6 separate regions of the Mus musculus genome follow, and all the other regions are linked to region 1. The links are chromatin contacts, called in public HiChIP or PLAC-seq, Micro-C and promoter capture Hi-C maps. All regions are on one chromosome and are shown on one strand. Each heading gives the region's core, a stretch centred on a gene start, on an enhancer-like site or on the middle of the called end of the contact. The rest is flanking DNA. Distances are from core to core; before and after follow the strand shown. Region 1 holds the start of Dusp3 (dual specificity phosphatase 3 (vaccinia virus phosphatase VH1-related)). Region 2 holds the start of Slc25a39 (solute carrier family 25, member 39). Region 3 holds the start of Bloodlinc (Bloodlinc, erythroid developmental long intergenic non-protein coding transcript). Region 4 holds the start of Rdm1 (RAD52 motif 1). Region 5 holds the start of Atxn7l3 (ataxin 7-like 3). Region 6 holds the start of Asb16 (ankyrin repeat and SOCS box-containing 16).

The links. A called contact is a pair of places that touch in the nucleus more often than the background predicts. HiChIP or PLAC-seq counts read pairs in DNA pulled down with a chosen protein or histone mark. Capture Hi-C pulls out chosen DNA fragments and counts their contacts.
Region 2: a Micro-C map of embryonic stem cells shows a contact between it and region 1, with 4 times the contacts expected there. The contact joins the promoter of Slc25a39 here to the promoter of Dusp3 in region 1. A contact is called at or near these places in 2 of 39 promoter capture datasets (embryonic stem cells and pre-B cells), 7 of 484 Hi-C or Micro-C datasets (B cells, cerebellum, embryonic stem cells and 4 more) and 2 of 9 other capture datasets (adipose tissue and liver).
Region 3: a contact with region 1 is called in a FOXA1 HiChIP or PLAC-seq map of pancreatic cancer cells. The contact joins the promoter of Bloodlinc here to the promoter of Dusp3 in region 1. A contact is called at or near these places in 1 of 39 promoter capture datasets (neural stem cells) and 1 of 115 datasets of contacts at active chromatin or transcription factors (pancreatic cancer cells).
Region 4: a promoter capture Hi-C map of adipose tissue shows a contact between it and region 1. The contact joins the promoter of Rdm1 here to the promoter of Dusp3 in region 1. A contact is called at or near these places in 1 of 39 promoter capture datasets (liver), 1 of 115 datasets of contacts at active chromatin or transcription factors (microglia) and 1 of 9 other capture datasets (adipose tissue).
Region 5: a promoter capture Hi-C map of pancreatic islet shows a contact between it and region 1. The contact joins the promoter of Atxn7l3 here to the promoter of Dusp3 in region 1. A contact is called at or near these places in 2 of 39 promoter capture datasets (the HPC-7 cell line and neural stem cells), 3 of 484 Hi-C or Micro-C datasets (B cells, cortical neurons and embryonic stem cells), 2 of 115 datasets of contacts at active chromatin or transcription factors (embryonic stem cells and pancreatic cancer cells) and 3 of 9 other capture datasets (adipose tissue, macrophages and pancreatic islet).
Region 6: a contact with region 1 is called in an H3K27ac HiChIP or PLAC-seq map of epiblast stem cells, with 2.5 times the contacts expected there. The contact joins the promoter of Asb16 here to the promoter of Dusp3 in region 1. A contact is called at or near these places in 12 of 39 promoter capture datasets (the 3T3-L1 cell line, 3T3-L1-derived adipocytes, the HPC-7 cell line and 8 more), 11 of 484 Hi-C or Micro-C datasets (the G1E-ER4 cell line, the N1E-115 cell line, brown adipocytes and 7 more), 2 of 115 datasets of contacts at active chromatin or transcription factors (epiblast stem cells and pancreatic cancer cells) and 4 of 9 other capture datasets (adipose tissue, liver, macrophages and 1 more).

The regions. Positions count from the first base shown.
Region 1 is chr11:101,982,791-101,987,570 of GRCm38.p6, reverse strand. It overlaps Dusp3 (dual specificity phosphatase 3 (vaccinia virus phosphatase VH1-related)), which reads left to right and starts at 2,780. Exons shown (of 3, transcript NM_028207.3): 1 at 2,780-2,959. The coding sequence starts at 2,835. It overlaps Cfap97d1 (CFAP97 domain containing 1), which reads right to left and starts at 515. Exons shown (of 6, transcript NM_029287.1): 1 at 334-515. The coding sequence starts at 457.
Region 2 is chr11:102,405,268-102,410,047 of GRCm38.p6, reverse strand. Slc25a39 (solute carrier family 25, member 39) reads left to right here and starts at 2,531. Exons shown (of 12, transcript NM_026542.3): 1 at 2,531-2,658; 2 at 3,394-3,493; 3 at 3,627-3,686; 4 at 3,798-3,842; 5 at 4,222-4,355. The coding sequence starts at 3,409.
Region 3 is chr11:102,374,919-102,379,698 of GRCm38.p6, reverse strand. Bloodlinc (Bloodlinc, erythroid developmental long intergenic non-protein coding transcript) reads left to right here and starts at 2,679. Exons shown (of 3, transcript NR_131196.1): 1 at 2,679-2,896; 2 at 3,278-3,396; 3 at 3,809-4,148. Gm34253 (predicted gene, 34253) reads right to left here and starts at 4,230. Exons shown (of 3, transcript NR_166821.1): 1 at 4,102-4,230; 2 at 1,757-1,928; 3 at 267-1,023.
Region 4 is chr11:101,625,396-101,630,175 of GRCm38.p6, reverse strand. It overlaps Rdm1 (RAD52 motif 1), which reads right to left and starts at 2,227. Exons shown (of 7, transcript NM_025654.2): 1 at 2,112-2,227; 2 at 1,724-1,903. The coding sequence starts at 2,207. LOC115487916 (a small nuclear RNA gene) reads right to left here and starts at 2,810; the gene lies at 2,620-2,810.
Region 5 is chr11:102,293,872-102,298,651 of GRCm38.p6, reverse strand. Atxn7l3 (ataxin 7-like 3) reads left to right here and starts at 2,023. Exons shown (of 13, transcript NM_001098837.1): 1 at 2,023-2,249; 2 at 3,593-3,703; 3 at 4,010-4,142; 4 at 4,347-4,518; 5 at 4,711-4,780. The coding sequence starts at 3,653. Gm33851 (cyclin-dependent kinase 13-like) reads right to left here and starts at 2,263. Exons shown (of 2, transcript XM_030246466.1): 1 at 1,475-2,263; 2 at 735-1,028. The coding sequence starts at 1,887. The coding sequence ends at 956.
Region 6 is chr11:102,266,085-102,270,864 of GRCm38.p6, reverse strand. Asb16 (ankyrin repeat and SOCS box-containing 16) reads right to left here and starts at 2,114. Exons shown (of 5, transcript NM_148953.3): 1 at 1,742-2,114. The coding sequence starts at 2,042.

The DNA of each region.
Region 1 (4,780 bases), core at 1,531-4,030:
CCCCTGGACTACGTGAGCCCCTCTCTCAAAATCCATAAGGACAAACTTCCCTTCAATCCGATGGCATCTTTTCCCCATCCACTTCGTAACATTCCTAGAGAGTCTATTGGGCACTGAGCTCTTATTTTCTAACTTTGGCACTAAAGAGTTTTTAAAATTTGAATTCTTTCCAGCACACGAATGCTCAGGCAGAAGACAAAAGCCTGCCGCCGACCATTGTGTCCCACGTCACCCCACAGCTAGGGTTTGCGTAGTTTCCTCTTAATACCCTTTTTGATGGAGGCTTCTAGAACTCCAAATGGTGACAAAGGCCAGCGCCAGCTGCCCACTTACCTATTTGTACTCTATTTTTGTGCAATATGTAGTGGCCAAAGTCCAGTTTCTTCCTAAAGGTTGTGCTTTGCCTGTGATTAGAAACGATTACAGGGTAGGCCAAATAATCCAAGGAATTGTTCATTTTCTCCTCCTAGTCTAGCTTCAGAAATGAGACACCTTGGCTTCTCTGTGAGGCACTTAGCTCTCCCCATGACAAGGTGTCATAGTTACCCAGTTATGACATCAGGGACAAGTCTCAGCGGAGGAAGAGGAGATGAGCATGTTTAGTTGTCTCTGGGCACTTTCTAAAAGTTTTCTAAAATTTATATATGGTGATGGGGTGCGGGACAATCCGGTATTTATATTCTCTGTGTTATGATTCGGTCAAGGTAAGTGGCTCTTCTCTTCTCTCCTAAAGCAATGGTGATTCTGTGATAAGTCAGGACCATGTCAGGAGGAAGGAAAGGGGGCTTTGAAGTTCCTCACGTGCCTGGGAAGTAGATGTTTCCAAGGCTGGAGGAGAAAAGAAAGGCATGATATCCCTTCCCTGCCTGGCACAGGCAGAGGCTCACAAAGGGAGGTTGGGGTGGGACTCTAACTCTCATTCTGCCGTTTGAGCTATGAGCTAAGAAGTCACAGTTCCCTGCGAGGTTTCCCTGAAGGTCTGAAACCATAAGTTTTTCTGGGAAAGCGAAACACTCAAAAGTGTAGTTAGTGTAACCCAGAGCAGTGCCACAGGCTCGCAATACCAGCACTTGGGAAATGGAAGCAGGCAGATGGAATTCAAAGTTATCCTTGGTTATATACTGCAAAGCCAGCCTGGGCTACATGAGACCCGACCTCAAAAAACGAAAGTATGAAGTAAAACAAACAAAACCATAAAGAAAACAAATCTTAATAGGAGACACACTGGGGAGACTGTATTTGCCCCTTTGGCGTTAGGGACCGGGCCATTTTCCCTGGCAACTGGAGAGACGCTTTTTGTGCTCTTTGCTCTCAGTGGAAACTCGCTACTGACACCATGTGGCTCACAGTGAGATGGCAGCTACCCCAGGAACAGCTGTAAAGGAACCTGTGGAGGAAGATTTACCCCCACACTAGCCCAGAGCCCACAGCCCAGGGCGCAGGCCCCCAGTGAGTGCTCAACATCTGTCAATTGCTTCTGCAACCGCTACGCCTGTATGTTCCGCGCTGGGAACTGAACTAAGGTTTTTGTGCATGCTGGGCACCTTGCCAGCCCAGGAACCTCCGCAACCCCTTGAATGTTTCTGGAATCTTTCCAGCAAATTTTTAAAAAAAAGATTTATTTACTTTAAGTATGTGAGTACACTATAGCTGTACAGATGACCCGCTCACTTAGGTCAACTCCACTCGCTCTGGCCCAAAGATTTATTATTATACATAAGTACACTATAGCTGTCTTCAGACGCACCAGAAGAGGGCGTCAGATCTCATTACGGGTGGTTGTGAGCCACCATGTGGTTGCTGGGATTTGAACCCAGGACCTTCGGAAGAGCAGTCAGTGCTCTTAACCCTCTGAGCCATCTTGCCAGCCCTCCAGCAATTCTTAGGAGTTAGATGTTGCATATTCTTTACTGAAGTGCTTGGGACAGAAATGTTTGAGACTTTACGATATAATATATATACTATATGTAGTGAGTGGATCCAAGTCTAAACATGAAATCCATTAATGCGTCACATATAAATATATCCTGAATACAGTTTTGTACAGTAATTTTTAGTGTGCCTGTGTTTTGACTGTCACAGGTCAGGTGTGAGAATTCTCCATTTATATTGTGTTTACACTCAAAAGTTACAGATTCGTAGACACTTCGGGTCTCACAAAATTATAGCTGTTCAAACTGCTTTCCTCCCTTTTAGTCGCCAGCACACAGGCTAAGGTTAAAGTAGTCCCCCAGGGTCAGATGCCAAACCTGGCGACCTATACCTTCAGCCTTTAAAAAGTTCAATGCTGATTCACATCAAACATTAAAAGAAGTGTTCCAGAATAGGGCTCTTTCCTGTAACCTTGGGTAAGGATCCATCTCCTGGGTAGGCAGGTTGTTGGTTCAGCAGTCGTGGGCTGGGAAGATGTGTTCTGACGTGTGTGTTTGGGGTGAATGAATGGATGCCCACTCTGCTGGTGTGCAGCGAGAAGGGTTCACAGCAAACCCCAGGGGTACCCATTATCCTGAAAGAGCGACTCCAGGTGTACCCAGGCGTCCCGCATTGGGTTCAGTAAATGAAGTGCCTGCGCTCCACTGCCTTAGCCAGGGTGAATGAGTACGGATGACACGGGAGTGATGGCATCTCGGCCAGGAACGTGCCCCGGGGTCCTGCGGCGCTTGGCCAGTCGCGCGTGTCCTCTGCGCTGCCTAGCGTGACCGCAGCTTCCCGCACCCAGTGGGCCCGCCTCCGGGGCGGGACGGGGCGGCTCCCGGTTGGGCAGCCCCGCCCCGCTGACCCGGCTTCTCCCCCTCGTTCGCTCCTGCCCTGGCGTGCAGCGCCCCGCCGCCGCCATGTCCAGCTCGTTCGAACTCTCGGTGCAAGATCTCAACGACCTGCTCTCGGATGGCAGCGGCTGCTACAGCCTGCCGAGCCAGCCCTGCAACGAGGTCGTCCCGAGGGTCTACGTGGGCAACGCGTGAGTCTCTGGGAGGGCCAAACCCGTAGCCGCTCCCAGCGGGCCCCGACTACTACTTGGGGGCTGGAGTGGGGTCCATGGGGGGGGGGTGGATCCTGGGCGCGGTCGCCGACCTGAGAGCAAGAGCGGGTGCTGGGGACCAGCCTGGAGTCGACGCCTACTCCCCGCGCATGAAGCGGAGGAGCTGGACTCCGCATGCCCAGAGACGCCCCCCAACCCCCAAAGTGCCTGACCTCAGCCTCTACCAGCTCTGGCTTGGGCTTGGGCGGGGTCAAGGCTACCACGTTCTCTTAACAGGTGGCAGGGCTGTCTCTTGGCCGCGCGTCATGTGACAGCTGCCTAGTTCTGCAGTGAGGTCACCGTGGAATGTCTGCCTTCGTTGCCATGGCAACGGGATGACGTTACAATCTGGGTGTGGAGCTTTTCCTGTCCGTGTCAGGAAATCCAAATACCCTAAAATACCCTAGAAGAGGAAGTAGCTGAGCCAAGGCTTTCCTGGCTTCTCCAGATAAAGTTTGACTTAGATGGAAAAAAACAAAATGATAAAGACCCGAGCCATCTGAAAATTCCTCCTAATTGCACCACTAGGAAATGTGTATATTATTGAGCTCGTATGTGTTCTTATTTTAAAAAGAAAACTTTAGTCATGTTATTAATAAGAATTTCTCAGCAGTGGGAGAGAACCAATATTAACACCAAGATAAAAGTTGGCATGATCCACATTGCAGGAAGATCCACGTTGGGTTTTCATGAATGTGAAGACCCCATTTATTAAAGTCCTAAGCTCTGTTTTTGCACACTAGGAAGCGATGGCCGGGATGGCTGAGGGGCTGTAAGGATCTTTCAATGTCTTACATGTGTGTTTCCTGTCCTGCACCTAGGACCTGCTGCCTAGCCTGCAGCAGAGCCAGAGGGGTTTCACATGATTAGTCTCAGACACTTGGGGGCAGGTTGCATGTACTGCATCGCTTATTTCCATACGGAGCACCTACTATGTGTCAAACACCATATGGTGTTCACTCTTCAGAACGGTGGTGGTCATCATGGTGCATTTGCTGACGGTTGGATTGGTGGTAGAGAGCTGAGATATATGGACGCGCTCTTCAGCATTCTGTCAACGTGGCTGTGCATTCTTGCTCCTGAGCAAGTGGCTAAACAGACTCACAGGGTCAGCCTCCAGCTCAGTCGCTGCATAGTCTTAGGGAACCTCTCCCAGTCCTCCCTACCTCAACTATCCAAGAAGCCAGGGGGCTTGGCGGTCTCAGGAGCCTGCTTGCTGGGGGACAGGTTGTTGAGTTTTATCTGCAGTAGGTTGCCTAGGCATAGTGTCAGGACTGATGGCTGCCTTGGAGAACACATCCTTTGCCCTCTATGCAAATCTGACCTTGACATGGGGGCGCTGCTCAGCTGGGAGGATCAACTGCATACCTAAAGCCAAGCCTAAAGCTTCTTCGTCCACCTGAAACTCCTGGACCAAGGGGCTTCCGGCACATCCTCTCAGGCCAGTGAGGGAGTCTGTGTGAGCTGCACTTTCCAATCTCAGGGCGTGAGAGGCAGAGGGAGGTGGGGGCAGAGCCTTGCAGCTCTTTCCTCCCATCTGGACAGCGCTCTGGCTCAGCAGCCCATATGAGCACAGGCACATCCCCACCCCACCCCCACCTTTCCTGTCCTGCAGAATTTAGGCTCTGTTCACGGGGGGGGGGGGGGGGGCAGTCCTATCCTCTCTTAGGTAGACAGGACTCTGCAGGAGACACTGCTTTGTAAGATACTGCAGTTTAAATTTGGATGTTGTGAGGGGAAAGCGAAGGGCCTCTTTGACCA
Region 2 (4,780 bases), core at 1,282-3,781, 420 kb before region 1:
TCCACGTCACAGAGGCCCCTTTTCTCCCATTTCTCTGTGGCTTTGCTGCCCTCCCCTTCCTGGTTCCACTGGTCAGCCCTCCCTGGGTCTGAACTTTGGATTTCTCTTGGGGGGTGGGGGGGGGATTCAGTGGCTGGACAGAGGCTCTGGCTCTTTGCCTCTGGAAAGTCCCGCTAGATGGTGACAGTGTTGGCCTTAGACAGAGAGTTGTTGCTTAGATCTTGATATTGGATTGAAGTTCTGCCTCTACCTGGAAATGTTTCCACAGGCTTTGGGGATGCAAGCTGGAGGTCTCCCAGCTCCTGCCCTCCCTGGGGCTTGCCCTGCTCGAGCTCCTGGCCAGGCCAGCTTTGATACCAGTTCATTCCATCTGCTGCTCCGTTCTCAGAAGTCTCAGTGAGAAGTGATTGCTTGGGCCTTTTTATCTGTATGATGGCCACAAGCTGCCTCCAGGGCCCCTGGAAACTCACTGCTTCCTCCAGGTCTGTAGTTCTAGTAACCTCGTTACTCCGGACATTCCTACAGACTGCAGATGGCCTCGGACAGACACTGGGAGTCATGTTGCTGAGGCAGTGACCTCATTGAGAGCAAATAGGATCTTTTGAGTGACTTCAGGGGACTCTTTTCTCATCTATAAACTGGAAGTTGGGGTAAGGGGTGGGCAAAGAATTAATTACCGCTGGTTATGGTCTTTCATGCCTGTAATCCCAGCATCTGGGAGGCAGGAGTTCGAAGTAATTCTTGCCTAAACATGGAGTTTCGGGTTAGCCTGGGCTATGAGTCACTGCTTCAAAACAAACAGAAAATAAAGCCAAACCCCAAATCATAAACAAGAAAGGGAGGGAGGGAGAGAGGGAGAGAGAGAGGGGGAGAGAAGAGATTATACACAGGGCCTTCAGTTTTCTTCTCTACAGAATAGAAAAATCATCTCTGCTCAGAAACGTGGTAAAACATTAACTTTGAGGTTGAAATGGCCTTAGCAGGCGCTGGATTCCCAACTGAACCGACAGCTTATGAAACGACTTTTGTGTTACCTTTTTTTTTTTTTTTTTTTTGGTTTTTCGAGACAAGGTTTCTCTATATAGCCCTGGCTGTCCTGGAACTCACTTTGTAGACCAGGCTGGCCTCGAGCTCAGAAATCCGTCTGCCACTGCCTCCCAAGTGCTGGGATTAAAGGCGTGCGCCACCATGCCCAGCTTTTGTGTTACTTTTAAGCCAGGTTTGGGGTGAGAGGACACAGGATAGGACAGGGCAGCACAAGCGACACTTCACTCGTGACTCTCCTGCCGCCTCTGCCTCACGGCCAACCGACTGCCCGGGCCTTTTGATCATTGGCTGCTTTCCTAACTACCCGTTTGCTCTCACTCCGCCCCCAAAGCTGGAGGATCCGAGCCATGGAAATGCCGAAAGGGTTTTCTCAGGGTAAAGTTATGGTTGGCCACTTGGAATCCACGTGCTAGCTGGGCTGGCTGGGCGGCTCCAGCGCGGTCTGCAACCAGTTGGGGACTGAGGGGCGGAGACGGTAGTGACGTCAAAGCCGCGGCCTTTTCTTCTTAAAGGTGCAGCCTCACACCGCGTGTTCCAGTTTCTGTTAACACCGTTTTAGCTTGGAAGTCTTAGAGGCGAGGCGGGCGGTGGGGTGCCGGGTACTGAGCTGGTGCGGAAACAGCGCTGTTTGCAAGCCCACCGGGGAAGGCAGCGGCAAAAGTTTTAACTTGAGTCCATTTCATTTTCTGTAAAATGGGGGTACCTACGTCTGTAATTACCTACTATGAAAAGTTTTGGTAGAGGCCATTTCTGGCCTACATTGGAAACTATGCCAGCAAAGGTTACGTAGATCGTCTTGGGGGAAAGAAACAAAAAACTTCTAAGTATTAAAAGTGGTAACAGTCTAAGATCTGTCGCGAAACACTGGTTTTCTTTCTTGCTCTACGTTCTCTGTGTCCTCGGCCCAAAGAGGTCCTGTAAATTTGCCCAGGGCCACACCACGTCTAGCCCAGGTTGCAGGTCGGCTGACAAGGCTGCCCTGCAGGTCATAAAGCGTTCTGGGGTTGCAACCCCGTTTCATCATCCGTAAAAGAGGATGGTGATTCCAGCCAACAGGCTCGCCATAAATCGTAAACTCCCGCCACGGAGCTAAGTGGGCAGATGTTTGCCATTGCTGTCCCACACTCTGATGACCTTGAAGAACCGACCCTCGCGGCAGCTGCCTCGTAAAAGGACGCGGAGCAGCAATACCCAAGCGGTCAGGAAAGTTCCAGCGATCGCAGGTCTGGACTCCCCGGACAACACTCCTGCAGGGCGTGGGCAGAGGAGAGCTACTGGAGCCGGGTGCAAGCGCCGTCCAGTCGGCGACCTTGACCTGCCGGCCGCAAGGAGCGCGGGGCCGCGGCGACCCGCCCACGCGGCCGCGGCGCAAGGGCGGAACTGGGGGGGTGGGAGGAGGGCCGCGAGTGGGCGGAGCTCGTTGCACTCCGTGCGCGCGGCCGGTCGGCCACGGGGCGGGGCTTCGCCTTCTGGGGGCGGAGCCGGTCTCACCGCTCTCCCGGGCGGCCGCTGTGCGAAGCGGGCACGCGCGGACCCTGCACCGGCCGCGGAGCCGCTATGGGCCCGCCAGGCCCCTGGCGTGGCGCGGCGCAAGGACCGGCTCCGAGCCAGGTGGGCGGGCCTGGGCTGGAGTGGGTTCTCCGAGGGTCCCCGGCTGGGAGGGGAATCGAGGCCGCGGGAAGGGGGTGGGCCTCTCCGTGAACCCCTTTACTGGGCCTGGGCATGGAGTGCGGCCGAGTCTCGGTGAAAGGGTTTGTTACTAGGTCTCTGCTTCCATCTCCGCGGCTTGTGTTTAAGAGAGAGAGGAGGCAGACAGAGAATGTCCTGCCATCCAGGCCTCACGGCCTGTCCTCTCTGGCCCCAGGCAGGCAGTGTGGGGGAGGGCCAGCAATCTTGGGAAGGAAGGTGGACCTTCCTCTATCAGCAGATTTGTTTACACGTTTCTCTCGGTGCCCGACTCGACCTCTCCTCGCCCGGGGCGCTCATGTGTCCGCCCAGATGTTGGGTGGAGGGGCTCAGGTGTTTGATCTTTCGGCCTCTGGTCTGGAGGAGCATGTGGCTGAGAAAATAGCCATCACTGTCTTTGGCCGACGGCTATTCTAGCTTCTTTCCAAACGAATGACGTAACCTTGAAGGTCACAGCAACCTTTGAGCCTTAGTTTTCCCCTCGGCAAAGTGAGCACATTTCTAGATTTTAAAGATTATAGAGGCAAACTCTGGATGAGACCTGAGTGCGCTGTCGTTAAAGTCCCAGAGCACCTTAGCTCATGCTTGCTCCCCACTCCCCCCACTCAGGCCTGCCTTGTCAGGGGGTAAGCTCCATTTGACTGTGGTGTGTGTTTTCAGGATTGAAATTCCAAGATGGATGATCAGGACCCTGGGGGCATTAGCCCCCTTCAGCAAATGGTGGCCTCAGGAGCCGGGGCTGTGGTCACCTCCCTCTTCAGTAAGACCTGGGGAGATGGGGGATGGGGCAGCTGGGGGTTAATGTGGGCTAAAGGTTGGAGGCAGTTTGGTTCTGATAAAGAAGAGGGTGAGTGGTGTCCTGAAGGAACCTTCAGACCTACCTCCTTCCCCAGTGACACCCCTGGATGTGGTGAAGGTCCGCCTTCAGTCTCAGAGACCCTCGGCAACCAGCGGTGAGTACCAGATCAAGGCGAGCTGCCTGACAAAATAAGGATTTCCCAGAGATGGGGTTCTAGTGGGGGAGGCTGCATTCCTGACCACCAGGGCTGACCTTTGTGTTTCAGAATTGACAACTCCCTCCAGATTCTGGAGTCTCTCCTACACCAAATGTGAGTGCCCCAAGCCCCAGGCCCTTGGGAGGGCCCAGGGAAGAAGTGTTGAGTATCCCTCGAGTACCTGGGTTACCCATGATCATAGAGTAGTACATGAGCCCAGCAGTGGTGGTGCACGGTGCGCACCTTTAATGTCCCACTTGGGAAGCAGAGGCAGGCGGATTTCTGAGTTTGAGGCCAGCCTGGTCTATGGAGTGAGTTCCAGGACAGCCAGGGCTACACAGAGAAACCCTCTCTCGAGATCCCCTCCTGCCCCCCCATACTTTGAGGCCACATTAGTCAGCTTTCTGACACTGGAATAGCCACATATTGACCCAGCTATGTCACCCAGCAAGGCTCCAGGCCCTTCCACCCTAATGTCCGTTCCCTTTCCCAGCATCCTCCGCTCTACAGTCCCCAGGGAAGTGCCTCCTATACTGCAATGGAGTCCTGGAGCCCCTGTACCTGTGCCCAAATGGTACCCGCTGTGCCACCTGGTTTCAGGACCCCACACGGTTCACTGGCACCTTGGTAAGGAGCAGAATCAATGTGTCTCTGAGGGACTCGATTTGGATTTGGCTAGGCTGCCGGTGTGGGGAATGGAAAGCAAATGGGGTGGTTGTTCAGTGTAGGAAGGGCTTACCTGGGAGGCTGTTCCTTCAGAAAGCTTTTTGGTCCTGATGCTGAGAATCAAAAACAGGACCTAATAGCGTAATACACACTAGTAAAGTTCTTTACTATGGAATTGTTTTGTTCTTTGCTTTTTGTGGTTTTGGGGGTGGGGGTGGGGGTTTGTGTGGTTTGTTTGTTTAGGTTTGTGTGTGTGTGGGGGGTAGTGGTAGATAGGGTTCTTCTTGTAATAGACCAGGCTGGCCTCAAGCTCCCAGAGATCCACCTTCTCCACCTCCCGAGTGCTGAGACTAAAGATGTGTAGCACCAACGTCCATCCACTTCCT
Region 3 (4,780 bases), core at 1,430-3,929, 390 kb before region 1:
TCACTCTGGCCTATTGAGTAGTCTTGATTAAAATATTTTTGTGTTTGTTTTTAAGGCAGGGTCTCACGCTATAGCTTTGGCTGACCTAGAACTCACAGAGATCCATCCATCTTCCTCTGCCTCTCAAGTACTGAGATTAAAAGTGTGCACCTCCATGCCTGGATTTTGTATAATTTGCCTATTTGTTTGTTTAGAAATGTGCTGTATTGATAGCTGTCTTAGTTAGGGTTTCTATTGCTGTGAAAAGACGTCATGACCAAGGCAACTCTTATAAAAGCAAACATTTAATTGGGGCTGGCTTACAGTCTCATAGGTTTAGTCCATTGTCATCATGGCAGGAAGAAGGCAGAATGCAGGCAGACATGACGCTGGAGAAGGAGCTGAGAGTTCTACATCTTAATCTGACTGTAGCCACACTGACTCTTCCACACTGGTCAGAGCTTCAAAGGGAACCTCTACAGTGAAGCACTCCTCCAACAAGGCCGCACCTCCTTAGAGTACCACTTCCTGTGGGCCAAGCGTATTCAAACCACCACAGTAGCTTTTCTACTAATGTGACAGAATATCATGACCAAGGAAAGCCTTTAACTGGACTTACGGTTGGTTTCTAAGGGTTAGAGTCCATGACAGCATCAAAAAGGCATGGCAGCAGAGACAGCTGAGAGCTCAGACACAATCAGAGTTAGAGACAGATACTTGGAATGGTATCAGGCTTTTGAAGCCTCATGGCCCACCCCAGTGACATACATCCTTCAATAAGGCCTCACCTCTAATTCTCTCCAAACAGTTCAACTGAGGACCAAGTATTCAAACATATCAGCCTATGGGGGGCCATTCTCATTCATAAATACCTGTTATCCACCACTTTCCTATTGTTCTGTTTCCTTACAAGGTAGGTCACTTACAAGTAGCCACAGAGCTTTTCTGTCCTCAGTTTGCTTCAACTTTCTTCAGTCTAAGCCAGCTTCCTCTGTGTTGCCTGCTACATTGTTTCTATATTGTGGGATGAAGTGCTACCAGATGCTGGAATAGAAAATAACACCAATTGTGATCTTAAATTGAGATCAACTGACTACATTGTTTTTTTGTAATTTTATCTTCAATTTTATTGTTTAGCCTGCCCTCATTACAGCTACTGAGAACTGCCCTCTTTTTCTGATGATAACTCTGAATGCTATTCTTCATGCTCCAGCCATTTTTTTTTTTTTTTTTTTTTTTTGGTTTTTTGAGACAGGGTTTCTCTGTGTAGCCCTGGCTGTCCTGGAGCTCACTTTGTAGACCAGGCTGGCTTCGAACTCAGAGATCCACCTGCCTCTGCCTCCCGAATGCTGGGATTAAAGGCATGTGCCACCACTCCTGGCTCCAGCCATTTTTTTTTTTTTTTTCCTGAGAGGAAGCAGGGGTTTTCACTGACCTAGAACTTGCCAAGAAGGCTAGGCTGTACGACCAGCAAGCCCCGTGAATCTGCCTCTCTCTGTCTCCCCATGCTAGGATTACAAACATACACCACCATTCCCATTTTTCTGAGAAACATGGATTCTGGGTCTTGAACTCAGATCCTTGTACTTGCAAGGCAAACGCTTTACCAATTGAGCCTCTGTTCTGTATCTTCATTACTTTGCAGCACATTCTACAAACACTAACTGAGCATTCCCGACATGTGGTGGCCTGTGCCAATCATACAAACCTGTTAAAGGAAGGAAGGAACAATAAAGAGAGAAATTCTTGGTTATAGGGCGGGGAGGTAAACACTGACCTACTTACAGCCACCGGAAACGACAAGCTCCAACTGCAGCCAACTGCGGCCAGAAGATCCTCCGGGTACATACATGGAAGTCAATGGGCATTGGCAGTAATCGGCTAAGGAAAGCGGGAGTCCTACATACACTTGCCGGTGCTAGTTTGACCCACATGCGTGGACCAGTCAGCTGAGAAAGGACATTGAAGAAGGCCAGGTTATGAGTGAGCAGAATGGCTGGCGAAGATAGATTAGGAAAGATGAACTTGGTGGAGTGATGTGGGGAGGTGATAAGAGGAAAATGAGAACGCTAAATAGATGGAGATGATAATATGGTATGGGGGCCACAAAGCAGACATTCCCAAGAGCTGAGCGCCGCCTGTGTCAAATGCTACAACGAATGAGGAGCTGGGCAGCGTGGGTGTGTGCAGAACCTGGTGGTGAGTAGGTTAAACATAGTGTGGAGAGAAAGGGTTGAAGTCAGCAGCTTCGTTAGAAGCGAGCAAGTTCAGCGAGTGCCTTTATGGGGTGCTAGGCTATGAGCAGAGCAGAAAGTTGTTTCCACGGGATAGACTGGACCTTCTTCGCGGGCTTCTTTAGGGGCAGTAAACAGCATGAGCCCCCTGGAGGCCAGGTGGTGTAATTACCAAGGAGTTTTCAAGGTTGGGGGAGGGGAGAACATTTACTCGCGTCAATATTTCCTCTTACAAATTTGAGAGGAGAGAGAGTTCTCAATTCGACTCCCTTGAACTTGATTTCTTGTCCACTTTATTCACCTTATAAATTAATAAACCATAGATTTTCTTTTCTTTCTTTTCTCTTTCTTTCTTTCTTTCTTTCTTTTTTTTTTTTTTTGAGACAGAGTCTATCTCTATGTAGTCCTGGCTGCCCAGGAAACTGTATGGATGTCTGTGTAAGAGTGCCAGAAGCCCTGGAACTGGAGTTGTAGATAGGTGTGAGCTGTCATGTGGGTGCTGGATCCCGGTGCTCTTAGCTGCTGAGCTATCTCTCCAGACTCCATCCTGACTTTCTTTTTTCTCTAAGGATATAGAATTCACTTGCTCCCAGCACTTTCACTTCCTCCGTTTGGGACTAGGTTAGAGAGCATCTCTGGGTGCTGCCATAGTTAGTGGGAGCCTCCAGCAGGGATGAGCCTGGGTGAGTGTGCATACATGGGGGTCCATTCCCCCAAGACTAGGCTAGGCTGGGAGAGGAGGTGGAAGGTCTGTACGGAGCAGGTCCCGGTAGTCCTTGACAGCTGTTCTCTGGGCTCTCCCATCTGCACTGGGAAAGAGAGCCTCCAGGCTGGTGAGCTGTGCTCAGTGGCTGACTGAGCGCCTTTAGTAAGCTGTTTACATCTCTGCTGAATCACAGGAGGGAATCCCGGTTCACTCTTGGGAGTTTTGCCACCAAAATGTTGCAGGACTTTATGTCGTGGAGGTCCCCAGGGACTCTGAGCGTCTGTATGTTTACCCCACTCTCCCCCACCCAGTCTTAGCTTGGCTTTTGTGCTTTTGTGTCTCTTTCTGTGGCTCCTAGCACTCATCAGCATGAGTAAAGCAAACGCTTGCTGACTGACACCTGGATGGATAAAGGAACCAATTCCTGTCACAAGAGTGGAAGCTAAACAAGCCTTCAGCCTGTTTTCTGAGCCTATGGTGAGGAGGCTCAGGCTGGATACCACGTCCTCTGTCTTCTGCCAGGCTGTCATCAGACTCAGCACTTTGCCTCTAAAACAAGACACCTCAAGAGATTGGGTAGCTGACAGGATTGGGACCCCAAAGAGGAGCACCCCGTAGTCATTATCCTACTCCCCACCCAGGAACCCTACCTTCCCCAGCTTCACTGGCCAGGAACCAGGAGTTGCAGTCAGCGGGGAAAGGCACAAGCCCGGGGCCTCAGCTCTGATTGGCTGCCCTAAGGTCTGTTCAAAAACAAACAAGCTGAGCGCCTGAAGGGAGGGGAGTTTGGACCTGGAGGCCTCCTTTTCTCTCCGCCCTTCGCCCTTCGCCTTTCCAGGGACAGCTGAGTCACTGAGCCCTGTCCGTTTGCTCTCTCCTTCACCTACAGAAAGACGGAGGCACAGGGACTGAAGGAACGGAGTTGAGGTTTCACCTTCGAGGGTTCCCCAGACCCGACCCACCAGCTGCGATTGAGATGGGCACAGCTCAGGGCTCCAGTTTGAGACACTCCACTGCCTGGGCTCAGGAGCTCAAGATCGAGAGGATTTTGTTGAGCGCCCGCCTGAGCGTACCTCCACTTCCCTGAGCAAAGGCAGCAAGAGCTACTGGTCTGAGGGTCAGCGGGGCGTGCCTGCCACCACCACCACCAACTGAGGCTCTCTCCTAAAATGACACTCACACCCGTTCTCCACCAAGCTTCTCTGGGCCTCGTCCTTCTACCTCACAACCTCTTGAACTTGAACCTTTAGAGACTTCTGGAAATTCTGTTAAGGTCACACAGCTAGTGGGAAGGCAAGCTGGCTCAAAGCCAGTGTGTTAAGCTTTTTCCCCTAGACATACACAGGGCAGGGAACACACCCATAGGCTTGGGCTCTGTGACTCTGCCATCAGCTGTCAGGTTGAGGACCTCAAACATCTGGCTCAGCAGATACGACAGATCAAGTGGGGCTGCAGCTGTTCTGAAGGGAGGGGCTGTCCCTCCTGTTAGGGTGTGACCCTTTTCTAGGAGAACTCGGGTTTTTTCATCAATATAGGCAGGGAGAAAATTTTCTCAACAAGGAAGGGGTCCTTATGGGCTGGGAGGGGGGGCCTGGACAGACAGGGTTGGGTCAGCCAGAGACAGGAAACCTAGGGGATTCCAAGGAAGGGCAGGGACAGGACAGAGGAGGCTGGTCACATAAGCCTTCTTCGGCCCTCAGGTGTCCAACACTGCCTTTTCCACAGATAGTCACTGGAAAGTAAGTCATATCAGATACATATCCTTTTGCCTTAGCCTCCAAGGTCCACACAAGGCCCTCAGGTGAGCAACATCTGTCTCCCCCAGAGATGTTTACTAGGAAATTGGATGTATCAGATGTAC
Region 4 (4,780 bases), core at 978-3,477, 360 kb after region 1:
CACGCATGAAAATTTAAATTCAACCCCAGGACAGGATAAGCAGGGCATGGGGACACTCTCCTGCTGTCCCAGCAGTCAGGTAGAGAGGCAGGAAGATCAGAAGTTCAAGATCATCTTTCTCTGATCACAGCCAGTACAAGGCTAACCTGTGCTTAAAATAGTACCTGAATAGCTGAGCAATGAAATGATCTATCTTTACTTTCTATGCCAATCTGGCTACCTCTCCACCCACTTCCATGATACTTGCATATTATTATTGATCTGGCTCTTGAGACCCCTTCATAACTCCAATTCCCTCATCCACTTATTCTCACTTCCCAATAGTACCTTGAATTGTTTTTTTTGTTTTTTGTTTTATTTTTGGTTTTTCGAGACAAGGTTTCTCTGTATAGCCCTGGCTGTCCTGGAACTCACTTTGTAGACCTGGCTGGCCTCGAACTCAGAAATCCACCTGTCTCTGCCTCCCAAGTGCTGGGATTAAAGGCGTGCGTGTGCCACCACTGCCCTGGGAGTGCAAGTCTGGAGGCCAGAAGAGAGTGTGGGATCCCTTGGAACTGCAGTTACTAGAACTGATTGTGAGCCATCCTGTGCGTGCTAGAAATCAAACTTGTGCTCTTAATGACTGAGCCATCTCTCTAGCCCTGTAATCTGTGATTGTTAACATATCCTTCATCACTCTATCAGAACCTAAAGTTTATTAAATGATCTGTTTCAAGAGCACGGGAGACTCACCACTTTGTAATCTTCCCAGTTCCACATACAGTATCTAAATGGCTGAGATGTGGCCATAGGTTAGAAACATACCAATCAAATTCCTTAAAGAATGACTGGCAAGCAAATCACCTCAGGACCTGGAAGTGGGTGATCTAAGATAGAAAAAGGTCTTGCATCATGTATGGACGTAGAGAAAATTCACTTGGGGTCACTACTAACTGCAGTTCTCAGATTTAATCAAGGTTCAAGGGAGAAGAAAAGAAAAGCAATATGGGGGCTGGTGAGATGGCTCAGTGGGTAAGAGCACCCGACTGCTCTTCCGAAGGTCCAGAGTTCAAATCCCAGCAACCACATGGTGGCTCACAACCATCTGTAACAAGATCTGACGCCCTCTTCTGGAGTGTCTGAAGACAGCTACAGTGTACTTACATATAATAAATAAATCTTAAAAAAAAAAAAAAAAAGCAATATGGATAAGAATAAGAAGCTGGGTCAGCAGCAGGTTGATACATCAAAAGTGGCCAATCAGAAATTGAAAGGACAGGTGGTGGAATTGAGAAACATGGTGAGATGTGCTGAGGCTCTGGGGGAACGGGTTCTATGTTAATATGGAATGAAGGCTACAATGTACTAAAGGATGCTTTCCCCACCTCTGGAACCTGAAGGAAGTTCTATTTTACAGTGATGACAATAAAGCATCCATTATATTAAAACTGGCAGTTGGTCAAACACATTTTAAGTCCAAATAAAATAGAAAATGTTTATAAATAATGTAAATAATAAATGTAAATGTAACATACGACATGGGATTTTCATTGGAACTCTTGGGTTTGACCACAATTACTCTCATGATGAACCTTTTATCACCTAACCATCACCTAGGATACCTGAGGCCAGAGGATCAGTGAAAACGCATCTGGAAGCACCGGGTGAATCAGGGCACCACAGAGTCTCTAGCTACTCACTGCAGAACTCGGAACGTTATCCTGAAGCCTGCATTTGCACACACCTTCACTGGTGATGTCTGAAAAAGGGGTTTCCCATCGCAAGCCTTCTGGGCTCTCTGTGCGTCCCGCGAGGAGTAAAACTTGATGATGGCGTAGAAACCAGGACGAGCCACTGCAGCGTTCGGGAAGACTCGGACTGAATACAGAAGGCCAAACTGAGAGAACACTGTGAACAGAGAATGCTGTGGGAGGCCCACCAGTGAGTGCTGACCCCCTACCTCACTTCAAGCCCAGATCCCGCCCTTCTCCGCTGGAAGCACTCCCTTCACTGGGGCTTCATCTAAGGAGGAGACAAGCCCTCGCTGGCTCCCCGTTCCTCTGCGCCCACGCGGGGCCCACGCCTCCTGTCCCCCCACTCCCTTCCCCTGCCCTCTCCGCGCAGCCCCTCACACTTAAGGCTTCGGCTGGGGGCCCAGTGCTCAGATCCCACACCAACAAAACTTTGTCGCTCTGGGTGGGAACTACGAAAGAGATCAACTCCGCCATGGTAAAGCCAGTGCGCCTGCGCAAGCTACTACCGCGAAATTTAAACCCTCACAAGTAAAGGGCGGAGCTTAACGATTTCCTTAAAACTTCCCACAAAGCACATATTTAAAATGTTTCCACCCCACATTAGCTCCAGTGCTACACTCTTTTTTCTTTTTTTTTTTCCTAAGATTTATTTATTTATGTGGTTGCTGGGACCTGAACACAGGGCCTTTGGAAAAGCAGTCGGTACTCTTAACCACTAAGCCATCTCTCCAGCTCTGGCGCAAACGAGAACTCAGTTATCGTGTACACAACCCAATCAGGATACAAACTAACGAAAGTTAAGAAGAAGAAAACACAGACATATTTAAAAAGCTGGACTGCCCTACAATCACCATGCTCTGACTTTAAAACCAACTTTACTCCCCAGAGGGGGTGCACCGTTCCTGGAGGTACTGCAATACCAGGTCGATGCGTGGAGTGGACGGAGCAAGCTCCTATTCCAACTCCTACTTCCAAAAATCCATTTAATATATTGTCCTCGGATAGAGGACGTATCAGATATTAAACTGATAAGAACAGATACTACACTTGATCTTAGCCAAAAGGCCGAGAAGCGATACCGAACTACGCCCACACGCCCCATACACTCAACACCGACCACACCTTTAATTCACAGTCACCAACCAACCGACTCAAACATGCAGCCAACACAGACTCTCCTCTTCATTGAGTACACCACCTTTACGCCACGAAAAGCCTGTAAGATTCAAGGAGGCCGAGAAGTTTTGGTTGCAGTTTTTTGTTTTTGCTCCCAGAGTTCCACAGAGCAGTTATTTGCATGCCCCGCCCAAGCGCGCCGAAAGCTCGAACCTGGACTGCTTTTTCCGCTTCTGCGCTGTAGAGCGCAACCGGGGCGCAGAGGGGACGTATTGACCTTTCCCTGCGATACAACCAGGTTCTTCTTCGCAGTCTTTCAGACCACACCCACAACAAAAGGTCCTTGAGGAAAAGGGGCCTTTCGATTTTCTGCTTAATTTATTAGTTTACAGGCGATTCCGCTAGGCTCCTCCCTAGGATCAAGCAACCAGCTTATGGTGCTTCTTCAGGTGTGGTGATAACGACTGCTTCACCACTCCAGCTCTCTCTGTTCCCACGTGTTCCTTGCGGTCTCTGGCCCCAGCCCCCATTCTCTCCTTCTCTGTCCCCTGCTTTCTCTGCCCTCGTGACTCTGTTCCCCTCTGTCTGCCTATCTGTTCATCTACCTCAACCCCTTCTCCAAGCCCTCCCTCCCCTCTCTTCCCCCAAATAACTCCCCACCAGATCTGTTGCTTGGCGTCATTTCTCAAGGGGGCACTTTGGCATGGGTCAGCCAGGAACTCCCTAATCATATTAAATTTCATATCATACATTATCTAAAAATATATCGCTATTCTGTTTTGAGGCAGGGTCATCACGTTCTATAGATTGGAAGAAGATCCAGGTTCGATTCCCAACACCCGATGGTGGCTCACAGTTATCTTTAACCTTCGTTCTAGAGGAGCCAGCAGGAACACCTGTGGCATACATATTTACATGACGTATGTGTGTGTGTGTGTGTGTGTGGACATTCATACATAAGTAAATGTAAGAAAAAAATCTAAAAGGCACAAGAAGTGAATAAAATTTACAAAGCTCAGGAAGAAGCCGGGCGTGGTGGCACACGCCTTTAATCCCAGCACTTGGGAGGCAGAGGCAGGCAGATTTCTGAGTTCGAGGCCAGCCTGGTCTACAACGTGAGTGCCAGGACAGCCAGGGCTACACAGAGAAACCCTGTCTCGAAAAACCAAACAAACAAACAAACAAAGCTCAGGAAGTAAAAGCTTCAGGAACCTTCAGGAGTCATAATGCCCTCCCCCCAACCCCCGCCGGGCGTGGTCCCGCATGCCTTTAATCCCAGCAAGCAGAGGCAGGCAGATTTCTGAGTTCGAGGCCAGCCTGGTCTACAAAGTGAGTTCCAGGACAGCCAGGGCTACACAGAGAAACCCTGTAAAAAAGAAAAACAAAAAACAAACAAAGCCGGGCGTGGTGGCACATGCCTTTAATCCCAGCACTTGGGAGGCAGAGGCAGGCGGATTTCTGAGTTCAAGGCCAGCCTGGTCTACAGAGTGAGTTCCAGGACAGCCAGGGCTATACAGAGAAACCCGGTCTCAAAAAACCAAAAAAAAAAAAAAAACCCACAAAAAACAAAAAAACAAACAAACAAAAAAACCAAAGCCCTTCCTTCAACCTTGTGTGAGCAGCAGTAACCATTACTCAGCAGAGGAGACTCTCCCAGTTAGCCCAGCTGCCTGTGAGTTCTTTCAGAGAGCTCCAGGAGTGCAGGTATCATGAAGCTGGACTTTCTGGCCGTACATCATGCTGTTATAAGTAACTACCTTGCTCCTGTACATAACCCCAATAAACTCACCTGTTCACCAAGTTAGACTAGGGGAAATCATTTCTTTAATGTATTGTCAATGCTTTTTCTGGGATGAAAGAGGGCTTTGTTCATGCCTCCCCCAGACAGTGTCATACACTACTTATGAGACAGGCTGACTCCATGACAGGCT
Region 5 (4,780 bases), core at 774-3,273, 310 kb before region 1:
TCCCAAATGCTGGAATTAAAGGCATGCGCCACCACTGCCCAGCAACATTTTTTTCTTAATGTTAAGTTTTTAATGGCAGTGAAGACATTATAAAGAATCATTTAAAAAGAGAAGGAAAACTGAAATAACAGCCAGCGCTGGAAAGATGGCTCAGCCTTAAGAGGCTCACAACTAAAAGGACAAGCGTTTTGTTCCCAACACCCACAGCAGTCTCTCAAGTTAAAAAAAAAAAAAAAAAAAAGACAAAGTAACAATTGGTATGTCATCCAGTACTGTAATCCCCGCACTGGGGAGGCTGAGGCAGGATGGGCTACAAAATAAGACCATGTGTCAATGGAGTGAAAACAAAAGACAATACAAGATTACCAGACACCTAAGAGTCTCTCCTATGCCATGTTAGCTTCGGTTGTTTCTGAGACAGGGTTTCACTATGTAGCCCCGGAAGTATTTATGTAGATTAGGCTGGCCTCAACTCACAGAGATCCTCCTGCCTCTCTCTACCTCTCTCTGTTGTGGTAAAAGGAGTGGCTAGGCATAAACTTAATTGTTAAGTCTTTCCTATGAAATAGGTACTATCATTATGTCCTCTGGTAATGGACAAAAGAGGCGTAAGAAGGTCTTTTGCCTGGTCCACCAAGTTAAATTCAGAACTAACGTGTGGTCTTATCCGCTTCGAAATATCTACCAAGAACCTCCATACATGTTTGCTGAAGAGCGAAGAACCAAAGATGGTCTCAAAGTACGTGATTCCAGAGTTTAATTTTATCTGAAGCTAGAGGCCTGGCACGCAAAAGTCTCGAGGCTGTAGACACGGCCACGTACATGTGAGCGCAGATCTAAACACCTTGGGTGGCTGAGAAAAGGACCTTTCCTCCCGAAGCTAAAGAGGCGAGAGATGGAGGGTAAGGCCACTCCCAGCGGAGCAGCTTTTAGTGTAGGCAGAGTCTGGCCAGTGCTAAGCAGTCTGTCTGAGAGGTGGAGGGTCCAGCGTGGGCTCCGGAAGCAGGAAAGGCGAGCAGGTGTGGGATCTAAATTAGGATAAGGGCGGGAGCGCGCTCGACTCAGAAGGGCGCAGCTTGCACTCCGCAGTGAACCTTCTCCCTTGGGTTCTTTTCGGTTCGGAGGCCTGGGGTGGCTGGTGACCCACTCCGAAACCCAGAGAACGAATGCAGACCAGCCCCTTTTAAGGTTGTTCCTTCCTGAGCGCCTAACTGCACCCCATTTCAAGCCCAGACTCTTCACACAACTGACTGTATGCCTCGCGGTCAAAGTGGGGGAGCGACCGGGGAGCAGAGCAGGGAACCCCGCGGGAAGGGCGGGGATGCCTGGGCCGGAAGGCGTCCCAGGCTCGGCTGGGAGCCGGCGCTCTCTTTCGACGCCACCCCGTTGCCTCCGCCCCCGAGCCGGCCGGGACGGCACCAAGTCTCCGCCCCTGGCGCACCGCGCACCTCACCTTGAACGCTGCCCCACCCACCTCGAGCCTATTGGGCCTCCCGGGCCGAGGACACTCCGCGATTGGCCGGACTCGTCTACGGAGGCCCCACCCATCTCCCCGCCCCAGGTCCCGTCCGCCGGTACTTTGGACGGCGGCGTGGCGCCCCTCCTCCCCTCCCGGTCCCCGCCCCCTGGAGCAAATGCTGCCGAGCTGCGGCCGCGGGGCAGATGCACGCGCTCGGGCCCTTCTAGCAGGCGCGAGCAGTCGCTGGGCGCGCGAAAGCGAAAGGAGGAAGAGGAAGGGAGGGCGAGGGCGGGGTGTTGAGGAGGGGCGGGAGGAGGAAGAGGAGGAGGTTGGAGCGCGCTCGCGCCTGGCCTCGCGCCCGCGCCGAGGGAGGGGGGAGAGGGGCGCGCGCGCGCACGCTCGCGTCCTCGCTCGCTCCATCCATCCATCCTCCGGTCGCGGCACGCGCGCGCGCTCCGGGCTCGCGCCGCACCCCCCGCCCGGGAGAGGCGGGCTGGAGTGGGGGGCGGGGGGAGGGGCGCGCGGACGGCGCGCGGACTGCGCGCGGGCGGGGTGAGGTGAGGAGGAGGAGGCGGCGACGGGACGAGAAGGGAGGGGAAGGGGCCATGGCCGCCCGGTGAGGCGGCGAGGCGGGGGGGCAGCCCGACCCCCCGGCCCCGGGCCCCGGGCCCCGGGGAGAGGCGAGGACGGACCGACGGACATGGGGCTCCGGAGCAGCCGCCGTCGCCGCCGCCGCCGGAGGACGCGGCCCTGAGAGGCCGCCGGGCCCCGGCGCGGCCCCCCGGGCGGGGTGAGTACAGAACAGGGACGGGGGAGGGGCCTGCGGGGGGCGGGGGGCGGGGCCCGAGGCGGGGCTTGGGCCCCCTCCCCCCAGGTCTGGGTCAGCGCCCCTTCCCCTCCCCCAGGGCCGACGCGGAAACGCCCGGCTTTCCCCGGCTTCCCGGCCGGGCCGGGGCCCCCCGGTCTCCCCCTGGCTGGGTCCTCCTTGGGCGGGGCAGGGCCGGCCGGGGAGGGGGCGCGGGGCCTTTGTTAGGGAGCCAGGCCCCAGCCCCCGGGACAATAGAGACACCCTCCCGGAATCCTCTCCCCGGCCCGTCCGGGATCTGGGCAGGCGGCGACCTAGTGGGGTCGGGACGCGTCCCACTCTGCTTACTCTCTGGGGGTCGGTCTGTCCCGGCCCGCCGCCGGCCTATGGGCGGCTCGGCTCTCCTCCCCCCAGTCGGTATGATGCAGCAGCAGTGCCGCAAGGACGGGAGAAGAGCCGCGACACGGCCTGCTCCCCTTCCCAGTGCCCCTGGCTCATTTGTCAGTCCCCACCCCACTCGAGGCCGGCAGCTTCTTAAACTCGTACCCACTCTTCAGTGGGGCCCCGAACTGTGGGCACTGTTTCTGAATCCTACGGTGGGGTTTTTGGACTTTGGGGCTCTTGGAGAGACTTCCGGGCTGGTCCTGAGGGAGGGAGGGTGCGATCTAAAAGAACAGGTAAGGGGAGTGCCCACTCGCGTGCGTACCACGGGGCTCTCCTCTGCTCACGTTCTTGGTGGCTGGAAATGCCCTTTGCCTGTAGGCTTCTCTGGGCTCTGTTCCTCTCGTAGAGTGGCAGGCTTATTTTAAGAGAAGACAGAGTGGGGTGAAGGTTGTAGGGTGTTAGGGCCATTCCTACTTCTGGTAGCAGTACCCCCCCAAGTGGACATCCTGGCTGAAAGCAGAGGTGACTATGACAGCCCTTAGGGAAACGGGGGTTGTCTTGAGGAGTCTGTGCAGTTCTTTGCCACACCCTGTGGGTTTGCTTTGAGGCCTTAGAGTTCCTTCTCCTCCCCCTGCTGCATTGCACCATGGGTATCAAAGAGGGGTTTGAGTTTTGGGTACCTGGGATGAGCTGCTGCCTCCTATAGACCTAGAGTCTGATTGGCAAGGCAGTACAGTTCAGGGCCTGAGCTTAGGCCTGGGAAGGACTAGGCCACCTCTGGTTCTCAGGCCCTGAAGGACCATCTAGACCTAGTGAACGGGGCCTTGGGGAGGGAGACACACTGATGCCAGGATTAAGCCCTGGGCTTGGAGGTGGGGAGGGGAGGTGGCAGTCTCTGGAGGTGTCTTGGACTCACACCAACACCCCCACCTCCATGTGTGCAGCCGTGTTGCCGCCCGCTGTGCTATGAGCAGTCAGAGCGCCGTCTCCACAAGAGTTTACAAATGAAAATGGAGGAAATGTCTTTGTCTGGCCTGGATAACAGCAAACTAGAGGTGAGGGCTCCCCCACGTGTGCCTCCGGTTCTTTCTCTCAATGTCTCTGCGTCCGTCGCTAAATCTGGCATCTGTGCCAAAGGAGGAATTTGGGTAGTCAGCCTTGTTCCTTAGAGGGAATAATAACCAGCTGAAAGGTCCAAGGATCTGGGAGGAAGAAGGAACTCAAAAATCAAGGTCAGGAAAGTGGCAAAGAAAGCAGCATGCTTGGTCAGGGCCAGGAGATTTGGTTGGTGAGAGTTGTTCAGTCAAGGTGGGGTGCTCCCCTTGTGACCATGGATGCTGGTGTTCTCTTCCGGGGCCCAGGCCATCGCTCAGGAGATATATGCTGACCTGGTCGAGGATTCTTGTTTGGGATTCTGCTTTGAAGTACACCGGGCTGTTAAGTGTGGCTACTTCTTCCTGGATGATACGGATCCTGACAGCATGAAGGATTTTGGTGAGCCTCAGGGTGGAAGGGGAGTGGTCTAGCTCTGCCCAGGAAGGGCTTAGAGCAGTCCTTTAGAAACTGTCCTATTTGTAGAGCCTGGAGCTCCTGTGAGCTTAGGCAAGAATGGATTTAAAGAGAGCCTGGGACCATAGGTGAGGACAAGAAGTTAGGGTACCCTGCCCGCTCTGATCGCCACACCTCTCCTGTCCCCAGAGATCGTGGACCAGCCTGGGTTGGACATCTTTGGACAGGTTTTCAACCAGTGGAAGAGCAAGGAGTGTGTTTGCCCCAATTGCAGCCGCAGTATTGCTGCTTCCCGCTTTGCCCCCCACCTGGAGAAGTGCCTGGGAATGGGTCGCAACAGCAGCCGAATCGCCAACCGTCGGTGAGAACCTCATGCTTCCAGCACCAGTGATGCGCAACTTGTGCAATTGGTACCGAGGTGTAGTCTTATGGGGTCACTGGTAGGGTACAGAAGGGGGGGCCACTCTTGGTCCTCACGTGCTTCCCTATAAATTCATGTGCAGATGGGTGATATCCTTTAGCCTTGACATTTTTTCTTCTCAACTTTGGGCAGGATTGCCAATAGCAACAATATGAACAAGTCTGAGAGTGACCAAGAAGACAACGATGACATCAATGACAAT
Region 6 (4,780 bases), core at 865-3,364, 280 kb before region 1:
ACAGGGTTTCTCTGTATAGCCCTGGCTGTCCTGGAACTCACTTTGTAGACCAGGCTGGCCTCGAACTCGGAAATCCACCTGCTTCTGCCTCCCAAGTGCTGGGACCACCGCCTGGCAATATTTTTTTTTTGTTGTTGTTGTTTTTGTTTTTTTGTTTTTGTTTTTTGAGACAGGGTTTCTCTGTGTAGCCCTGACTGTCCTGGAATTCACACTGTAGACCAGGCTGGCCTTGAACTCAGAAATCCGCCTGCCTCTGCCTCCCGAGTGCTGGGATCAAAGGCATGTGCCACCACGCCCAGCTAATTTTTTTTTTAAAAAGAGAAAAAAAATTATAAATCTACCATTCTCTCTGGAGAGTAGTTCTATAAGTCCAGATGTCTCTCTGTACAGTTTTCAAGTATTCTATAGACCTAAGGTCGCTGACATGGAAAGATGGCCCATGAAACAATGTCAGCTTCTAATGCTGCATGTGGCCAGGTGTGGAAGTGTGTGGTTGCGATCTATCACTTAGGAGCAGGAGGTAGAAAGATCACAAGTTCAAGGCCAGCCTGGCCCAGAGAGCGAGAGAGCGAGAGCAAGAGAGAGAGAGAGAGAAAGAGTGTGTGTTCCTGTTTCAAAAACAAACCTGTCAATAATGAACTGAACAGGACCTGAAGGGACAAGCACATGACCCCAGTCACTCGGAAAGCTGAGGCAGAAGGCTCACAGGTACAAGATCTCCCTGGGCTATGGAATGAATTGAACGCCAGCCTGGGTAAATAACAAGACCCTGTCTCAAAATTTAAAAAGCTTGCCATCTGTGGCCGGAGCACAGTGGCGAAGACAATGGTTATTAGCATTCAAATTAGAGTTCAATCCTCTAGCCCCCAAATAAGATGGGGCTGGTGGGGTGGCTCAGCAGGAGGGGCTTGGCTTTTCTCCCTACAACACCACTCCCTAACCCCCAAAGTCAGTAATGGTAAGGAAAAATTGCATATGAGTTTCATAAAAACTGTCTACTATAGCAGGAAACTGTAAGAGAAACATGGATATATATGTATGTGTGTATATTTTCATATATATAACGCTATAGTAATATAGTGCATATAATTAACCAAAGCCAAAATTTACAATCTGTATATGTGTTATATGAGAATATAACTTTAAGGCTGGCGAGATAGCTCAGCCGGTTAAGAGCACTGACTACTTCTGAAGGTACTGAGTTCAAATCCCAGCAACCACATGGTGGCTCACAACCATTGGTAATGAGATCTGATGCCCTCTTCTGGTGCAACTGAAGTCAGCTACAGTGTACTTACATATAATAAATAAATAAATCTTTAAAAAGAGAGAGAGAGAGAGAGAATATAACTTTAGCTAGGTGGTGGTAAGATGCACCTTTGATCCCAGCAGATTAGGAAGCAGAGGCAGGCAGATCTCTGAGTTGGAAGCCAGCCTGGTCTACAAAGTGAGTTCCAGGACAGCCAGGGCTATAGTGAAAAAAAAAAAAAAAAACCAAAAAAATTTGGAGGGTGGGCATAGTGGCTCACACCCTTAATCCCAACATGAAGGAGGCAGAGGCGGGTGGATCTCTATGAGTTTGAGGAAAACCGTGGTTGGCCTCAACTGTTTAGGAAAGAGTTAATATGGGTGACTATGGGTCCGTTCTAGGCTCTTTACGGAGAAGTGGCGTATGGATTCTTCTTCCCTTCCCAACCCCCACTCCTGTCCCTCTTCTGTCCTCCTAGGTGGTGTTCCCTACCCTGTTCCGCTGACCAGGCCAGCTGGTTGCTCACAGTCTCCACAATCATATTGGCAGCGTCTTCATCTTGGAACAGGATTTGGAGCTGCTGTAGGTCCCCAGAGAACAGGGCATTGTGGACAGCTGGGTCTCGGCAGGAGCGGCGAGGCCTAAGGAGCTGGGCCTGGGGACAAGGGAGGTCCCTGTGCCTGCGGCACTGCTGGGCAGCAGCTCTCCTCCTGTCCTCCCAGTCCAGCCACTCTCTCTGCAGGCGGAGAGCACGCAGTGTGGAGGATGTGAAAGGAAAGCTCTCCCCTGCCATGAGGGGTCCAGTGGTCTGGGCAGTGCCACCTAGGCAGAGAATCGTTCCTTGTCCCAGCTAGCACCTTGCTCTGGGGAGCCACCCTGCCCCCTTCTTGGTAAGCTGGAGAAACAGCTGAGGCTATAAATAGGCCCCTCACTGCATTGGTAAACAGTTTGCCTAGAGTCATGATCTTAATGCAGATGGTATTGGGCCAGCCTCTGACCCTGCTGGTACCCTTTTGTTGGTCAACAGGGCCTCAGCCAAAGGTCACTCCTGGACCCCACTTCTCTGGAGTGAGCCTTCTAGTCAAAGCAGTCAACCATGAGATGGGTGGGCAGGACAGGGTAGAGGAAGGACCAGGGTCCTGCAGCCTCTGAAGTATTGGCTGGTAAAAAGGGTAGAAGCCCAGGATGGCCCATAGACCTCAGTCTGGGGAAGTGGAGAGAGCTTCCAAGAAGCCAAACCACTCTTCCTGAATTTGAAATAACAGCAACCACTGCACACACACACCATGCTTTCTAGAACTGAAATCACTCTCAGATCCATCTCTACTCAGATGACCAGTCAGTGTTGTAATACAAGACAGATTTGGTCAGGAAATGAGGCCAAGCTAAGAATTTCAGTTCAGCACCTGAGATGGATAGAGACTTACAGGACGTAAGGTTTTGTTGTTGGCAGTGCTGCTGTTTTTGTTTTTTGAGACAGGGTTCCTCTGTGTAGTCCTGGCTGTCCTGAAACTAGCTCTGTAGACCAGACTGGCCTTGAACTCAGCGATCCACTTCCCTTTGCCTCAGGAATGCTGGGATTAAAGGGATACACTACCACACCTGGGTGGAATTTAAGTCTTAAAAAGGTAAAACTGACTCAAAGTTACATAGCTTGTGGGGGTGTGCCAAGGCCTCCAGTGGGCCACACTTTAGATAAGTACCCTAGAGGGTAGTGCTATGTTGGGTAGACAGTTGAGCAAATCCTCTTCTTGTCCCCTCATGCCGAAACTGGGCACGGTCTCTACCTTCAGTGACTAGTTTTTTTTTTCCCTCCCTGGTTTCTAGGGGAATCACGTGCCTGACTGCGGATGTGTCCAGGGATTTGACCTTGGAAGTGGAGACTGAAGGGATGAGACTTTTGGGAAACTACGCCCCATTCGCTTTAGGAGGAAATGGCTGTACTTCCAGGAGCCTCTAGGGGGAGGAATGAGGCCGCGGAAACAACAACAGCTGGTCGATTAGCTGGCAGGGGAGGGTGGAGGGATGTCAGCGGGCTTCTGTCTTCAAGACTGCAGGCTCTGCAGTGTCTTGGCAATGCCATGTGGGTCCCTCCTTGCTCCCGGTGCTTGCTCCCACCCACTCTCCAGCAACCTTCTCCTCCTCTGTATCTCTCACTTCCCCCTGGCCGCAGGCTCCCACACAGAATGTCTCTCCTACAGTTTTGTCCTCAGCTTCAGTTCCTAGCCTCCAGCCTGGATGGGTCTAGCCTGTGTCTCCTTCCTCTGACCACACTCAGCCCTGTCACAATCACCTATCCAAGAAGGTCACTTTTCCTTAAAAATGTCTGCAGTTTGGCTCAGGCTCTTCCAGAGAAATCCCGAATCCCTGGTCTGGCCCCATGCCACACAGCATTCTCACCAGGTCCTTTACCCTTCCCTGCTGTCCCAGTGGCTTGGGGTCTCCTAACTCACCCATTCAAGGCACTCTGCTGTGTGGAGGTGTGCCTGCAGTAGCTACTCAACTAGAAGGCCATCGGATGGGTTTGGCAAAGTACCCATGCCAGAGACATCATTCTACCATGCTAAATGTGGGTTCTGGGGCAGGCCCTGGCATGGTCGGTCTTGACACAATGTTTAGGAGCCCTTGGCTCATGGCAGGCTGGCCTCTCTGAACATTGAATGAAGGTCCCTATTCTCTGCCAGAACAAACACTCACCCACCACCCAGAGTGGGTGGCAGTGACCTGGGCCTTTTCCGGCACGTCCCTCACCCTCTGTTCAGTCAGTCTGTGCTTGGCCCCAGCTTCTTGGTGGTGTTCCAGGGAGGGGGTCCCAGATGAAGAGTGAGATCATGCCTAGTGAGGGTTTGAAGATCCTCAGAGAAAGGCACCTCTATGGACGCAGCTATGATTAACCCCACTGGAAGCCATACCATGTTTTAATTGCCCCGCTGACTGCCTAGCGGAGCACCCACAGCTGAGTTCCCAGGGTTGGGAGTGTGGCAAAGCTGGGTGGGGTCGAGGAGGGCCAAAGTGGTGGGTGTCCCTTCGCTCCCCAGGCATCTAACAGTCAGAGCCTAACCTCTGCCCTGCTTTCTTGCCTCAGCAGCCTGAAAAGTACTCACTACAGCTTTGTCCCTCAGAGATACCACTGTGTAGGCTTGGACGGCAGGGAAAGGACGGGGGTGGGGGTGGGGGGCTGGGGGCAGAAGTTGATCTGGAGGGACCAGTGCCAGGGGATCTGGAGCTCAGTCGGCCTCCTAGCTCAGTCCGAGGTGCAGTGAAGCACCGACAAACTAGGATAGCAAACAGTTTGGCCTTAGTTGAGACTGGGCAGGAGGGACCAGGGCTCAAGGTGACCGATTGCAAACACAAGGTGGTTTGGTTGACAGGACCACCTAGATGGGCCTGGCCCAGGCCTACGCTAGAGGCAGAGCTCGGCATAGCAGCAGGCAGAGGAGGGAGGGGAGCACGGGAAAGTGCAAGGAGCCGGGGAATCCTGTGCCGCCCTAGACCACAGCACAAGGCCTTTTGGCCTGAGGCCCCTACAAC